Regions from separate parts of the Sus scrofa genome. Here regions 1 and 2 are each linked to region 3. The links are chromatin contacts, called in public Hi-C and HiChIP or PLAC-seq maps. All regions are on one chromosome and are shown on one strand. Each heading gives the region's core, a stretch centred on a gene start, on an enhancer-like site or on the middle of the called end of the contact. The rest is flanking DNA. Distances are from core to core; before and after follow the strand shown. Region 1 holds the start of INPP1 (inositol polyphosphate-1-phosphatase). Region 2 holds the start of NABP1 (nucleic acid binding protein 1). Region 3 holds the start of NEMP2 (nuclear envelope integral membrane protein 2).

The links. A called contact is a pair of places that touch in the nucleus more often than the background predicts. HiChIP or PLAC-seq counts read pairs in DNA pulled down with a chosen protein or histone mark.
Region 1: a Hi-C map of skeletal muscle shows a contact between it and region 3, with 3 times the contacts expected there. The contact joins the promoter of INPP1 here to the promoter of NEMP2 in region 3. A contact is called at or near these places in 2 of 47 Hi-C or Micro-C datasets (heart right ventricle and skeletal muscle) and 1 of 2 datasets of contacts at active chromatin or transcription factors (skeletal muscle).
Region 2: a contact with region 3 is called in an H3K27ac HiChIP or PLAC-seq map of alveolar macrophages. The contact joins the promoter of NABP1 here to the promoter of NEMP2 in region 3. A contact is called at or near these places in 3 of 47 Hi-C or Micro-C datasets (heart right ventricle, liver and mesenteric adipose tissue) and 2 of 2 datasets of contacts at active chromatin or transcription factors (alveolar macrophages and skeletal muscle).

Annotation. Positions count from the first base shown.
Region 1 is chr15:94,953,548-94,958,372 of Sscrofa11.1, forward strand. It overlaps INPP1 (inositol polyphosphate-1-phosphatase), which reads left to right and starts at 3,283. Exons shown (of 6, transcript NM_001245012.1): 1 at 3,283-3,453.
Region 2 is chr15:96,312,624-96,316,984 of Sscrofa11.1, forward strand. It overlaps NABP1 (nucleic acid binding protein 1), which reads left to right and starts at 1,261. Exons shown (of 6, transcript NM_001244491.1): 1 at 1,261-1,848; 2 at 2,148-2,286. The coding sequence starts at 1,758. LOC100516649 (a long non-coding RNA gene) reads right to left here and starts at 1,126. Exons shown (of 4, transcript XR_002339369.1): 1 at 766-1,126.
Region 3 is chr15:95,509,995-95,514,970 of Sscrofa11.1, forward strand. NEMP2 (nuclear envelope integral membrane protein 2) reads right to left here and starts at 3,420. Exons shown (of 13, transcript XM_021076065.1): 1 at 3,297-3,420; 2 at 1-26. GLS (glutaminase kidney isoform, mitochondrial) reads left to right here and starts at 3,420. Exons shown (of 18, transcript XM_021076049.1): 1 at 3,420-4,036. The coding sequence starts at 3,651.

The DNA of each region.
Region 1 (4,825 bases), core at 2,033-4,532, 560 kb before region 3:
TTCTATGCATTTATACATGATTATGTTGTATTTGGAATAACATAACATTCTTTAGTAAACTGTATTTTCCCTCTGAATAAATCATGAATACTATCTTGTGAGATAAATATCATTCTGAAAGGTTTTAAAGCATTTAACATTTTTAAAAAACTTGTTTTAAACTTGACTATAACTAACTTCTATCCTTAGACATTTTATTTGCTTTCTATTTTTTGGCTATTTGCAAATCCAGGGAGATGAACTTTTTTGTAGTCAACTCTGCACACATTACTGACCTCAGGCCAATTTCAGGCCACAGCCAGTTTTTCTACAACCCTCAAGCTAATAGCTTTCATATTTTTTAAGGGTTTAGGGGGAAAAAAGCACACAGAGAAAAAAGAAAAGTAATAGAGACACATGTGACCTGCAAAGCTTAAAATGTTTACTGTCTGGACGTTTATAGAAAACGTTTGTCAACCCCTGCATTAGGAATTCCCAGAAATGCAACTTTTGAGTCAAAGGGTGTGAACATTTTTGAGGCTTTTATTGCATTCTGCCAAACTGCCCTCCAGAAACATTGAAGCAATTTATGTCCTTCTCAGCACTGAGCATGCTCACTTGCCACACATCCTGCCTCAGGGGTCGCTGGCCCAAATCGCTAGCTCTGAGCATTCTTTTATTCTCAGTCAACTTAAAGGTGCATTACATTTTACATTTTCACTTCCCTTAAAAGTGTTTGGCTATTTGCATTTTTCTTTCACAATACAACTAATTTATATTTTTGCCCATTTTTAAAAACAGGATATTTACATTTTCTTTTTCTTATAATGATTTTTATTTTTTCCATTATAGCTGGTTTACAGTGTTCTGTCAATTTTCTTCTCTATAGCAAGGTGATCTTTGTAAGATCTTTTTATTAAATGAGGATGTACTCTCTTACCTTTCATAGATACTGCACATTTTGGGATAATTTTTACTTGTCTTTTAATTTTATTCTAAGGGTCTTTTCAATGAAAGAACTCAAAAATTCTATAGTCCAATCTCTCACTTTTCCTTTGTAATTTTGCCCTTTGACGCTTTCAGATGAAAAGTAGTTCAGCTATATTTTTGCCTTGCACATTTAAGACTTGTGAAAAACTTAAAATTGTAAATCCTGCTTATATTTAGTGTCTGAGAAAGGTTTTTTAAGCCATGAACAGGTAAAATAATGTGAGTCCTGGAGTTTTATTGTTGGGTTCAAATTTGACCTCATTACATGCTACATATTTGAGCAAATTACTTAAGCTAAGTTCACACTTTTATTCTTCATTACATTGAGATAATAGTAATCCCACCATAGTGTTGATGTAAGAATGAGCAGCTATAAAACCAAAAGGCACTTGGCCTCATGCCATTAGCTATTGTTATAGCAGAGAGAGAATATTCCAGGCAAAAGAAATAACATGTATAAAGCCATAGAGGAATGCAACCAATTTTCGTACTTAGGAAACTAGATGTGCTGTGGTAAAATGGGATGTCAACTGTTGAGGGGGCAGGACTGACAGTTGGGATGGGGAGAGAGCCCTTGAAAGCTATGCCCAGGAGCTTGCTCTTCATATGACCAGAGATTGGGAGCCCGTGATGGCCTTAAAGCAAGCAACCCATTGAGATGTGTGATGTAAGATGATCTCTGTGATAACAAAGTGGAAAATGGACTAGATCCAGATCATAGACTCATATTGCTTTGTCACAGAAACAGCATTCTCCAGCTCCACCCTCCCCTCCCCTAATTCCTGCTCCTCCAGGGGCAAATTCTTTGCCTTCTAACTAGTTTGGCATTTGCCTCTTTATTTCCAAATATCATGTTCAAACTATTTGTTAATTTTTTTCCATCAGAGGTAGAAATGAGACTAGATATGATTACGAGAGTGATTAATAAACAATAGCAAAGGGGATGGGCCTAAGGAGCCTTAAGGAGATGGACCTAAAAAAACTGAATCTGAGAGAGGACAGAATTGATCAGCTGGACTTACCAGTGAAGTACAGTCTGATAACCGGGAGGGGGTGGGGAGGGAAGGAAGAGTTGTCTCAGAGACTATAGAAGCAGGCTGGGAGCAGAAAGTTGAGTTAGTTTTGGAGGTGTAAATTTTTAAGCACCATTGTGGGTTGAGTATTACCCCCAGCTCCTGTCTTGGATGGCAAGCCACTGCTCTTAGGACCAAGTCTTAACAACTCAGGAGGCAGTTCTGGGTGGTGTGAGGAAAGGTAGATAAAAAACCTGCTGGCCAAAACTTTACACTGGATCTTCCTAATGTCATGTCATGGAATGAGTTATAGGTATGTGGATAGCGGTCTCCTCTGCCCTCCAGGAGCAAAGGCTCAGTCCCTCCTGCCTGAACAGCTGAGATCATTTCCTAGGTGTGCTATGAAATGGAAGGATGCGTGAAGGGCTTTAGAAGGTCCGCTACACACACAAACAGCCTTCCGCCTGCTGGGCTGACCGCCAGACCGCTTCTATTCAAAACGCTATTGCCCTTTAAAAAATCTACCCTTCCCCTCATCATAACTCATTCCTCCTATCCCCTCTTCCCCCATTCAAAACCTTATTTAGGGTAAGCTGAATCCCACAGTTTAAAGGGTGGAAGGGAGAAGAGTCCCTGCCCACGATCTGCTTCCTGTCAAGGTGTCTCTAGGCCCACACCCCATAAGTCAAGCGTCCAGGAGACGCTGCTAGGGTTTGCAGAACAACCAGCACACTTGACATTTCTACTAGAACAATGGAACCCGATTGCCACCAGCAGCAAGTCCATTTTCAAGCTGCCAACCCGTCTGTCAAACCCGTAATCCTCAAAAAAGGGTGCGGAAGACTGCAGAAGGAAGATATTAAATGCGAATTTGTGGGCGGCTACAAGAACAAAACAAAAACAGTGGATTAGGTGACCCAGGAGCCCTTTTTTTCCTGGCACTCCCCTGTGAATCATCACGCCCCACTTGTGACGTTACCGACTTTGAGCTCCGGCAGGCAGGCGTGGGATGCCCTCGCCTGCCCTGGGAGCCTCGAGGCGTCACTGCGCCTTTCCACGCCAAGGTCCCGGGGGAAACGGGTGGGCGGCGGCTTGGCGGATGCTGTGGTTTGCGATCCCCGGCCGAGCGAGGCAGCCCGCCGCCCGGCTGCGCCTCGCCCTCCGCTGGCTACCGCCGTGCTCCCCGCCCCTCGCCTTCGGGCTGAGCTTGCGGCTAGACGCCTGGCGCCCCTCTGCTTGCCTCGCACGCCCGGCCACCTCCTCCTCTGCGTTTTCCTCCTCCTCCTCCCCCGCCTCTTCCGTTTCTGGAGGGAAAGACTGCAGCCTCCTCCTGCGCTCCGCATCCCGGCTTAGGTAATACGTTTTCCTCCGTAAGCTCCCTTCGCCCCAGCACCACAACCTCCTTTCCTGCTCGGATCTGGGTCCCGAGGCTGGGCGAACTGTACACACCCTTCACCTCTCCGGACACTAGGTGAGTAAATCTGGGCCGGGAGGGCTCCTTGCCTCTCCGCCCGGCCTGCGATGACCTCTGTCCGCTGCAGCGAGGCTGCCACCCGGCCTGGTCCGCCCCGCCCCACATCGCTGCTGCAACTGGCCGGGCGGAGGAGCTCGCGAGTCTTGCCGTCTTCCTGGGATCCGCAGAAACGACCCGAAAGAAATAGACGATAGGAAGAAAAATTGGCAAACAACTTTTTATTATTATTATTATTATTATTCGATCATTAGCCTTTCTAGGTCGAAGAAGCTAGATCTGACAGTTGTCGAGAGAGCAGTGGCCCGAGTTCAACAGGTAGATGGCGTAGCTGTCAGGCACCCCTTGGTTTTGCTTAGAGAGATGCAGCTAAGGGTCCATAGCTGCTGGCTGCCGCTAGTGACCTACTAGATGAATGTAAAATAAACATGAAGGGACTATATTTAGAAAAGTCTTTGCCTTCTTGTTTTTAATTCTCTGCATTTTGAAAGGCAGTTTTGTGAGATGTGTATGGTGTGGCCAGAGTAGAGTAGCAGAGGGGAAAATATTTAACTTGGGTTTGGATGAATCATGTATACTGTTACTGTGTTAGATGCAAAGAGCATGAAGAAAATCCCTAGATTATTTAGTACATTCATGAAGAACATATATAAACAATCAAGGTGTGTATTTTGGAGGTTTTCGTTTTAAAGGTAATTTTTAAGATGTTGAATAAGCAGAAGTTTGCCACTGTGTGAATGGTGTTCACTTCAAAAGAACAGTGGGTTAAGGTTGTAGGGATAGACCACTGGAGTGCATCCCACATGTTAAATAAAACATTTTTTTGGCCTTTTTCCTGTCGTTCCTAGCTTTCAAACCAGAGAAGTGGATAAAGATCAGCCCTGCTCAGCCTAGTAATAGTCTAATGATGAAAATAATCCACAAAACTACTGTTGACTGACAAATTACCTAAGTGACCTCATTTTTGACCTTGTGAAATACCCAACAGAGGGAGAAAAAAAGCAATAGAAGAGTTTCTTTTTTCAACACAGATATTTGTTTGCATTCTAATTGAGAACCTACTTTATTTTTAAGTTTTTGTGGATCTTTATACTACTCTTGAAAGTTAATTCTTAGTCATGAAGAGGATTATATAAATGCATAAGGTTACATTTTACTTTTTCATAGAATAAGTTACCATTTCTTTTCAAGCTTTTGGACTAAATTACCCCTTGGTTGAAAATTGCAGCTTGGACTTATGTCATTTAATGTGAAATATCTTATTATAGATTTAAATTACAGCTATACTTGTGGTAATTTTGAAGAAAATGATGTCTTACTTGATATATAAGGCCTGTGAAACAAAAGTTATAAAGTTATATGTTATGTATTT
Region 2 (4,361 bases), core at 11-2,510, 800 kb after region 3:
AGGGAGGAAATGTAAATGCACATTTCTAAGTGAAAAAAGCCATTATGAAAGGCTACATACTGTATGATTTCAACTATGTGACATACTGGAAAATGAAGCCTAAAAATATTAGTGGTTGCCAAGGATGAGGGGTAAGGGAAGGATGAATAGGTGGCGCACAAGATTTTTAGGGCAATGAAACTACTCTGTATAATACTATTAATTTTGCATACGTATCATTATACATTTGTCCAAAACCATAAAATGTACAATACCAAGAACAAACCCTAAGGTAAACTAAGGATTTTGCATAATAATATGTTAATGTTGTTCATCAACTGTAACAAACATACCACTCTGGGGGAGACATTGATAATGGGAAGAGGTCACGCATGTGTGGGGATAGAGAGCATATGGGAAATTTCTGTACCTTCCTCTCTTAGTTTTGCTGTAGACATAAAACTGCTCTAAAAACAGACTATTAATAAAATGAACGTAGAGAAGAAAAGCAAAATGGGGAGTGTAATCTGAGAGGAGCAAGAAAAAATAGTTAAGTTTGCAAAGGAATTTAACTTCTTGTTTATCTGCCTAGTATTACAGAGTGAAAAGCACCAAGGCTAGGTCACTTGTGTTTGTGTCCTGCTTGCTCATAAAGTTGCTGAGTGACCTTCAGCAAGCCACCTCACAGTTCCTGCTCTCAATAAGCTTAAAATGAGGCAGTAGAGTGGAACTCTTTTGCCCTCTGGTCTTAAAATTCCAGCCTCGCTGCTAAGGACCCATCCCTACCTTTTATTTTCTTTCAACCAGACCAGCCACACTTGCTTGAACCTTGTTCTTCCTCTCCTGCATACTTTTTGACGTACCCACTGCGTTCTAAAACACAGCAACCGTTCTCCTTGACCGCGAAACTAAAAAGCAGGGGCGAAGGACTGAAATCTGAGGGACAATATGCAAGAAAACCAGAAACTGGACAGTGAGTAGTAGAAGCCTGAAAAAGGAAGACTAGGCAGGGCAAAATAGACGCCGCGCGGCGACGGCGGAAGCAGGAGGAGAATGGGTCGGAGTTCAGAGCCGATTGGACGGCTGAGAGGGCGGGGTCCGCACTGACAGCCCAGGGGAGGAGCTAAGGAGGCTGAGCGGGCGTCGTCTGCTTGTTTCCGCCCCTTGGCTGCCCCTTTCCAGAGCCTAGAGGGCGGAGCGTCGGGCGTGCCCGACGCCGTGTGTCGTAACAAGGGGGCGGGGCGACGCGGGGGTCCAGCCGGTGCGCGGGCGCATTCTGCAGTCGCTGTTTGGGACGCTGGGTGCGCGGAAGCTTGGTCTCTGCTCTGGCTTCGCAGTCAAAGCCTGTTCCCTCCCTGGAGCTCGGGACAGGCTGGGCACGCGCCCCTGTGTGTGTGTGTGTATGTGTGTGTGTGTGTGTGAGAGGACTCAGGGCAGAGGCATCTTCTCGCTGCCTTTTTTTCTTCCTTTTATCCAAAGAAGGGGCAGTTCTCACGCTTGCCTTCCTGTCGCCTGGTTGGGAGCGGGGTCGGGGTGCGGAGTGGTTCGTGTTTTTTTCTTTTAAACTTGTCAGCGCTTTTTTCCCCCAGTTTTTTTCGGCTCAGTGTCTTCTGAGCTGGTTTCCTCCGTCCCTGACTAACCTCTTTCTGCCCCTTCTCTTGCCATCCTCGCCCAAGGTCGCCCCTCCGCCCTCGCACCTGGCCCAGGGGGGTGGTGGGAAGCTTTGTCCGGCTCCCTGCCCACTCGAGTCTCCGCATCGTAGCCGCACCTGCCTCATTATGAACGGGGTCAACGACCCCCCTCTTTTTATAAAAGATATTAAGCCCGGACTGAAAAACTTAAATGTCGTCTTTATTGTCTTGGAGATAGGTAAGTGGGGTCCACAGCCCACACCGCCGCCCGCAGTGCGTCCCGGGGCCAGAGGGAAGGGCGCTGCCGCCGCTAGCCGGGGGCTCCCCTCCCCCTTCCCTACCTTCTCTCTCCCCTCCCCCATCCACGTGGCTCCGTTGGCCCCTGCTGGGGCTGTAGCCTACCTGCGGGCGAGAACCCGGGGCTCGATCTCTTCCCACCTTTCAGACGCCTTTTGATCCCGGAGGAGGAGTTAGCTTTTTGGAAGTACTCATTTTCTAATACACCCCTCCCCCTTTTGATTTTTTAAATCCCCACAGGACGCGTGACCAAAACCAAAGACGGCCATGAAGTGAGATCATGCAAAGTAGCAGATAAAACGGGCAGCATCACTATTTCCGTGTGGGATGAAATCGGAGGTCTCATTCAGCCGGGGGATATTATTCGGTTGACCAGAGGGTAGGTGTTCATAAAGGGGTTGGGGAAGGGGTTGAGAGTGTCTCCTAAGTAGAAGTCTGGGAAATCGAAATTGACTGACGCCCAGGACCGTGGCAAGTTCTAAAGTTTCGTGTTGTTTTTCCTCGGGGCCACTCCGAGAAGTTTTGAGCCCCCTTCGATGTTAACCTCAGTTGGTGGACAGCATTGGTTTGTAACACCTAAGCCTTTAAAAGCAATTTCAACTGAGAATCTAAACAACCCCACCCTCAGTTTACAGATTTTTAAATACTGTTCAGGGATTATTGAGTCTTTTTAATAGATTGTTAAAAATCAAGTTAATACAGCTGTCACTTAGTTTTTTCCAACCTTTTTTCCCTTTTAATGACTTGATGTCTTGCCAGTATTTTATTTGTACTCATTTAGACAGTGTGGATGTAAATTGAGGTTGTAGTTGGAGAATTTAGCAGTTTTGTGGTGTATCGAATTTGTACATGGATGTGAAAGAGGAGAGGTTTACAGTATCTGTAAGGCACATTCTGGAAAATGATTTCTTATGACTACTGCTGTAAGGGCAATGTTGTACAAAAACCAAAATGATATGCAGAAAATGTTTGGCAGAAAGATGTCAATGATACTTCTATCCAAAAGAGTTAGTGGGCAGATTGGCTTTTAAAAATAGTTTAGTGCAACCTTTTAAAAATTTATCCAGTCTTTTTCTTAGGAAGATTAAAATATGAGAAAGGGATCTTAAAAGCAGATTTTGGAAGCTTTGTGGTTAATAGAATTATAATAATTTATTGCTCATAGTTATAGGAAAAGTGAGTGGAGATTGATGTTGGCCTAGTAGATAGCATCTCAAAGTGTTGGATCACCCTGAAAGTAGGAACGTAGAGCCCTTTGATATTATCTTACAGGTCTTACCACATCTTCAGGAAGTGAGGCAGAGTATTATCAAAGAAGGAAGTGAGAGTCAGGACCTAAACATTTATTCCTGTACACTGACTCACTATGACACCAGTAGTGTTTTTTAAACCACATCTTTAACTTGCACAAAAGAGAATTCCTACCTGGGAGGGTATGTGAGAAATAGCATAATTAAAGATTTTTGGCAGCCAGAGTATCTCATCCATTGCATTAAAATTTATTTTATGCACTGTAAACAGCATCTTATTTCAGTTATTTCAAATTTTGTAGTCATGGAAGATACATAGACATGTTCATCAAAAAAAAAATGGAAGAACTAAGTTCAGTAGCCATAGCTGGTCTGTAGGATTTTTAAGGAGCATAGTGACCAAGGCGTATAATTCAAAGGGAAATTCAAAACCAAAGAAACTATTTTCTAACTTCGGTTAGAAGTCGGTGTGATCTGGAAGTTATTAAACTTTTTGACCTTCCTTCTCTGTAAAATGGGGATAATTATGCCTTACTTACTAAAGTAACACATCCAGCATAGTCTGACCCCTTGGAAGGCCCTTAATTTCTGGTTGAATCCAAGAAAAGTAGCTTTTGAAGAAAGGCATACCTCTCAATAATGGTAATTTGAATATTGCAAACATTTATTTCATACCTGAACTAAGTGAAAGTTAAATGTTTTAGGTCTAGTAACTTCAAATTTTCTCTCAGAATAGGTATTTTTACTTTAGTAAGGGGGAATATTCATGCACTGTCTCGTAAGTCAGTTTTTGTGTAACTTGAACATGGTGAATGGAGACTTTAGTGAATAATTCTTTTTTTTTTTTTGTCTTTTTGCCTTTTTCTGGCGCTGCTCCCGCGGCTTATGGAGGTTCCCAGGTGAGGGGTCTAATCAGAGCTGTAGCCACCGGCCTACACCACAGCCACAGACAGCAATGTGGGATCCGAGCCAAGTCTGCAACCTACACCACAGCTCATGGCAATGCCGGATCCTTAACCCACTGAGCAAGGCCAGGGATCGAACCCGCAACCTCATGGTTCCTAGTCGGATTCGTTAACCACTGCGCCATGATGGGAACTCCTAGTAAATAATTCTAATTGAAGAGAACTATGTATTGTGAAACTAGTAAATTTTTATTAACCTATGTTAAAAGATGAAATATCACTATACATAGTTAAATAAT
Region 3 (4,976 bases), core at 2,170-4,669:
CTCTTCATCCCAGCCATCAGGGGACCCTTGAAAAGAATTTCATATAGTTAGTATTTCAGTCTTGTCAAATTTGATGAAAATCTCTCTTGCCATTTTTGTGTGATAATGTAAGAAACAGAGGTTCAATTTAATTTACATAGATGGCAAATGATATTTTTTAGTTTAATTGTATATGACATGTACATTTGGGTCAGCTTTTTTTTTTTTTTGGTCTAGTAATTCTTCTTTGCTAAGTGCTTTTTTTAAAAGGTATTTGTGCACTGAGCCCAACTTTGTTTAATCTGTCTTTACAGCAGTCTCTTTCTTTTTTAAGACACTTTGGAGGAGTTCCCTGGTGGCTCGGTGAGTTAAGGATCTGGCATTTTCACTGCTGTGGCATGGGTCTGATTCCTGGCCCAGGAACTTCTGCATGTGGCAGGCATGGCAAAAAATTGGAAATTATTGGTTTTCTAAAAATGAAGAAAATTACCTTATTTGGGGAAGCTATCTTCTTTTTAAATATTTTATGATTAGATGGTTTTAAAAAGTTCCCAGTTTGACCCTTCAATAATAGATGTGACAACTAATCACACTGCACAATAAAATTTATGCATTCATGGAAAAATAATTATTACAATTAACACATAGAGTGCTACTAAGACTGTTCTAATGCTTGACATGCATTAATTCATTTAATACCCACAACAATCTTAAAGGTAACCAATATTATTCCAATTTTATAGATGAGATATTTTTAATACTTGAATAAAGATCTAAATTCACCTTTGGAAAAATAAGTTATGTTTGGCAGGTCTTATCAGCGAGGCTAGGAAGTTGGCCAGTTAAAGCAGGAAACCAACAGAAGAAAGGGAAGTAGTAGCAGAAGCTTGTTTAGAATTTTCCTGAATCTTACTCTATTCTCTAAATAAAAGAACTTCCAACAAGCCAAAACCAAAACCAAAAACAAAACAAACAAACAAAAACCCCTAGGCAACTCTTTTAAGCTGTTAGTCAAAGAAGAATTATTTTCTATTTAACTCTAGGTCAAAAAATAATAATACTCTTTTCGTTATTTTGAAGGGTAAGATCTGGAACTTTTACCCAGGTTACATTGTCATCTTGAAACATTAGCCTTTTCTAAAAATCTTCAAAAGAACACAGAAGCTCAGGAACTGTTCTTCTAGTTAGGATGAAAACAAAGAGCATAAATTCCAATTTTTCCTTTCTATAGCTAATTACCTTCTCAGTGGCTATGAAACCACAATCCATTGTAAGATCGCTACACTTATCTAGCAGTAAAGAGGAAGTCTAAGAGTGGCTCTGACAACCCAAGTACATGATAAACAGAAGAGCTGTCTTCTATTTGCACATATTTTGATAGACTATTGTATGATATAAAATGCTTGTATAGGGATAGACTTTATTTTATATGATGTTATTATTTAATAGGTGCATAATTAACCTAACAAAATAGTAATTAATTCTAGTTCATAGTTCAAAAGTTTATTTGATTAAAAAAACTAAAGATGTTTAAAAATTATATAAGGTAAAGAAAATAATTGAAAGTATTAAATGAAAGTATTTAATTCAATTTACATTATTTTCAATTTGCTAACTTTTCACTGGTCTTCTAAAACAAGGGGTTAAATTTCAGCAGATTCGTAAATTCTCCTACATGTTAGGAATAATATCTGCCCATTCTCACTAGCTCATCCTTCGAAGCAGAAACTCTAGAAAATAATCTATTATTAGGTTTGCTTTCTATATTGTTAAGTATACTACACTTAAACCTTAGAACGCTGAAAGGAATTTTCATTGGGAAATTAAAGAAACTAAGAAAAACCAGCAGAAAATAATAACTGGATTTGTCAATAGCTTGAATGTGGTTGAGAGTAAGGAGGCAGTAGAAACTGATAAGTGGTTATATCTAAGAGATGGGACAATATTCAGGTTTATGTCATTGATAAGTCAGACTGGAAAGGTTATGGAGAAGAAGTATTTGTTACCTTTCCTCCAAATCTTAATGTTCCTTTTCCTGAAGATATTGTTACCTTGACTCTTTAACAAATTTTAGTGACAGGTAACATTAAGTAGTAGTAAATCCTCTAAACAATTTGCAAGTCTTTTAATAAGTGTGATTACTTGCTTTACATATGATAGATTTTTCCACGTGCTTCTAGTTAAAGATAGAAAAAACTTAAACATGGCAAGACTGTGGCATGCAAAAGGTCACATAACCTGTAGGTACAGTCAGATTTCCAATGACTAATCTAGTGCAGTATTTTAAGATTCATCAGATTACTAAATCTGATGATCAGTTAATGATGCACCTGTCATACACCCTTCCCTTTTCATAAAAATCATCCTATTAACCTTTAAGAATCTATGCATATAAACCTAATTGTTTTGGTAAACTCTCTAAAAGCTTTTCTTTTCGCGTGGAGTGGACTGTAGATGTAAGTTCAAAGAAAAATTCAGAGTTTATCAGCTCCTTGGTTCTTTTCCTACCGGTCCTCAAAGATAAATGGATCAAAACAGCTGAAACGATTTAAAGACCTAGTATCTGGATGCTTCTATCTTATGACAATCAAGCAGCTTTAGAATAGAAAAGTGTCTACAAGTTTGCTTTCAAGCAAACGAGTGTTAAGGGAATCGCTGCTATTAAAAAATCTTTTTGAGATGTAGGTGTACATTTTAAACAGTAATTTTTAAAAAGGGAAGCAGTGGTGTTCAGGAATTTCCCCCTTTCTCTTGGTCCTCCCCTGAACTCCAGCCCTCCAAATGGCTAAGTCGCATAGCTGAAAGGATTTTGCTCATTTTTTCCAAAACATTTCACATCTGGGCAGTCGCCAACCATAGGAACATTTGGGCAGAGAGCAAAGCTCGTCTGGGTCTGCCTTCTGGGGATCGATGCCCTCAGAGGCGTCGCCACACGCCCTTACCAGTTAGCTCCGGGCCAGCAGCAAGCTTGGACCAGCCGAGCTTCGACAGCTGGGCCAGACGCCAGCGCGGGCCAAGCCCACTGACTGACCGCCGGCCCTCCGGCTGCATAAGGCTCCTGCCCATCAGTCTCCCAAACAGTTCGAGGCCCTAGAGTCCAGGAGTCCATCTGCTTCGTAAAAGACGAGACCGTTGAGCCCCCACTTTCCCCACGAGGGTAGCCTCAGGGCTGACGAGGCGAGGAGGAAGGGGCTACTCTAGAGCCCGGCCTGGCTACCCTGCTTCGCACGTCAGTTTGATCCCTCTCCCCGCCCCCCGCCAGTCCCCGCCTGACTCCGCGCAACGGGCGGGGAGAGAAATGTGACTGCTACACCCACCAATCAGAAGCGAGGTCGAGGATCTGAGCCAATCGGGACCGGCGACTGGGGCAGGCCGCCAGCGTCCTCCCGCCCCCGGGAGGGTGAGCGCGGAATGTCCCCGGCCCGCCCCTGCGCCTCAGTCTCAGTGCGGGTCCCTCCTCGTTTGGGAGCAGAAGTGGCTGCGGGTAGTCTCCGGAGCAGCAGCAGCAGCAGCAGCGTCGGCGGTTGCCGGAGCCGGAACCACACCCACGTCACTGCCCCTGTCCTCTTTTGCCCTCTCGTCGTCCGGTCGGAGACCGCATTCTCAGAGAGCGGCTTGCCCACGCCCGGAGCATCCTCCCTTGCTGAGCGAGCGCTGACGGACCCGGCGGCATGATGCGGCTGCGAGGCTCGGCGATGCTGCGGAACCTGCTCCTGCGGCCGCCCGCCGCTACCTGCGCGGTTCTGAGGCGGGCGCAGCCCCTCGCCACCCTGTGCCGGCGCTCCCGGGGCGGGGGACGAACGGGCCCTGCGGCCGCCGCGCGGCTCCACCCGTGGTGGGGCGGGGGCGGCCGGCCAGCGGGGCCCCTCGCGAGGGGCCTGTCCAGCTCCCCTTCGGAGATCCTGCAGGAGCTGGGCAAAGGGGGCACGCAGCAGCAGCAGCAGCCCGGGGCGTCGCCGCCCGCGGCCCCGCCGGCGCCCAGCCCCAAGGACAGCCCGGGGGAAACGGACGGGTTCGGCAACAGCGAGGGCAAGGAGCTGGTGGCTTCCGGCGAAAAGTGAGTGTCTCTGCGAGGCGCTGGAGGCCTCATCCTGCGTGGGGCCCATGCCCGGGAGGGGCCTGCGGTGGGGCGGGATGGGAACGGAGGTTCGAGAAAGAAAGAGATGCCGGGCGGCCTGCGCCGTCTGCGCCATGTGATTAGGCCCAGCCCCGCCCGCGCCTTCCCCGCCTGTGCCTCACCGCTCAGCCTTTACTTCCCTTCCCCGCCGCGGGGTGGAGCCGCCGAGGGGTCAGTCTGGTCCACCCCCCACACCCCCCCAGCGCTGGAAGCTGTGGCTGCTTGGCCCGCGCCGCGTGCTCCGAGCCCGGCTCCCGGCGGCAGCGCCTGGCCGCCCGCCTAGCCCTTCGTGGGTGATAGCACACGAACAGACCGAGTGACATTTAAGCGGTGGGCGTTGAGCAGAGCTTCTGCCTTCCTGACGCGTTGCTTTTCCGGGCTCGAGTTTCCTCTCTCCCTAACCTCCTTCGATCTCTACCACCCTGTCTAATGTGGCAAAGTATTCTCAATATTTCTGGAGTGGCTTTTTCAGACGTATGTAGGGCCATCTGCGGCACCGGAAATAATATTTCCGAAACAAGGTTAAGAGGAAAAGGGTCATGTGGCTGAGAAGATGGGGCATGCCGTGCAGTACAGACCACCTGTTTCACTGGGGATCAGCTTTGGCCTGTCTGACATCTTTCATGAGACGGGTGAATTTTTGAAAATAAAAGTTAAAAAAAAAAAAAGATAAAAGTCAAAATAACCAAGATGAAATGTGAGGGGTAAAACACTGGAAAAACGGAGTTAAGTAGCTTTTGTGATTTATATTGTGAGAGGGTGTTAAGCCATCTATTCCGAACAGCAATTTAGTCTTAAAATTGACTTTTCCTACGCAGTCTGTGAGGCAATTTCCTGGATATTTCGTCTTGAGTTAATAGAAGCGAACACAAACTTTGTT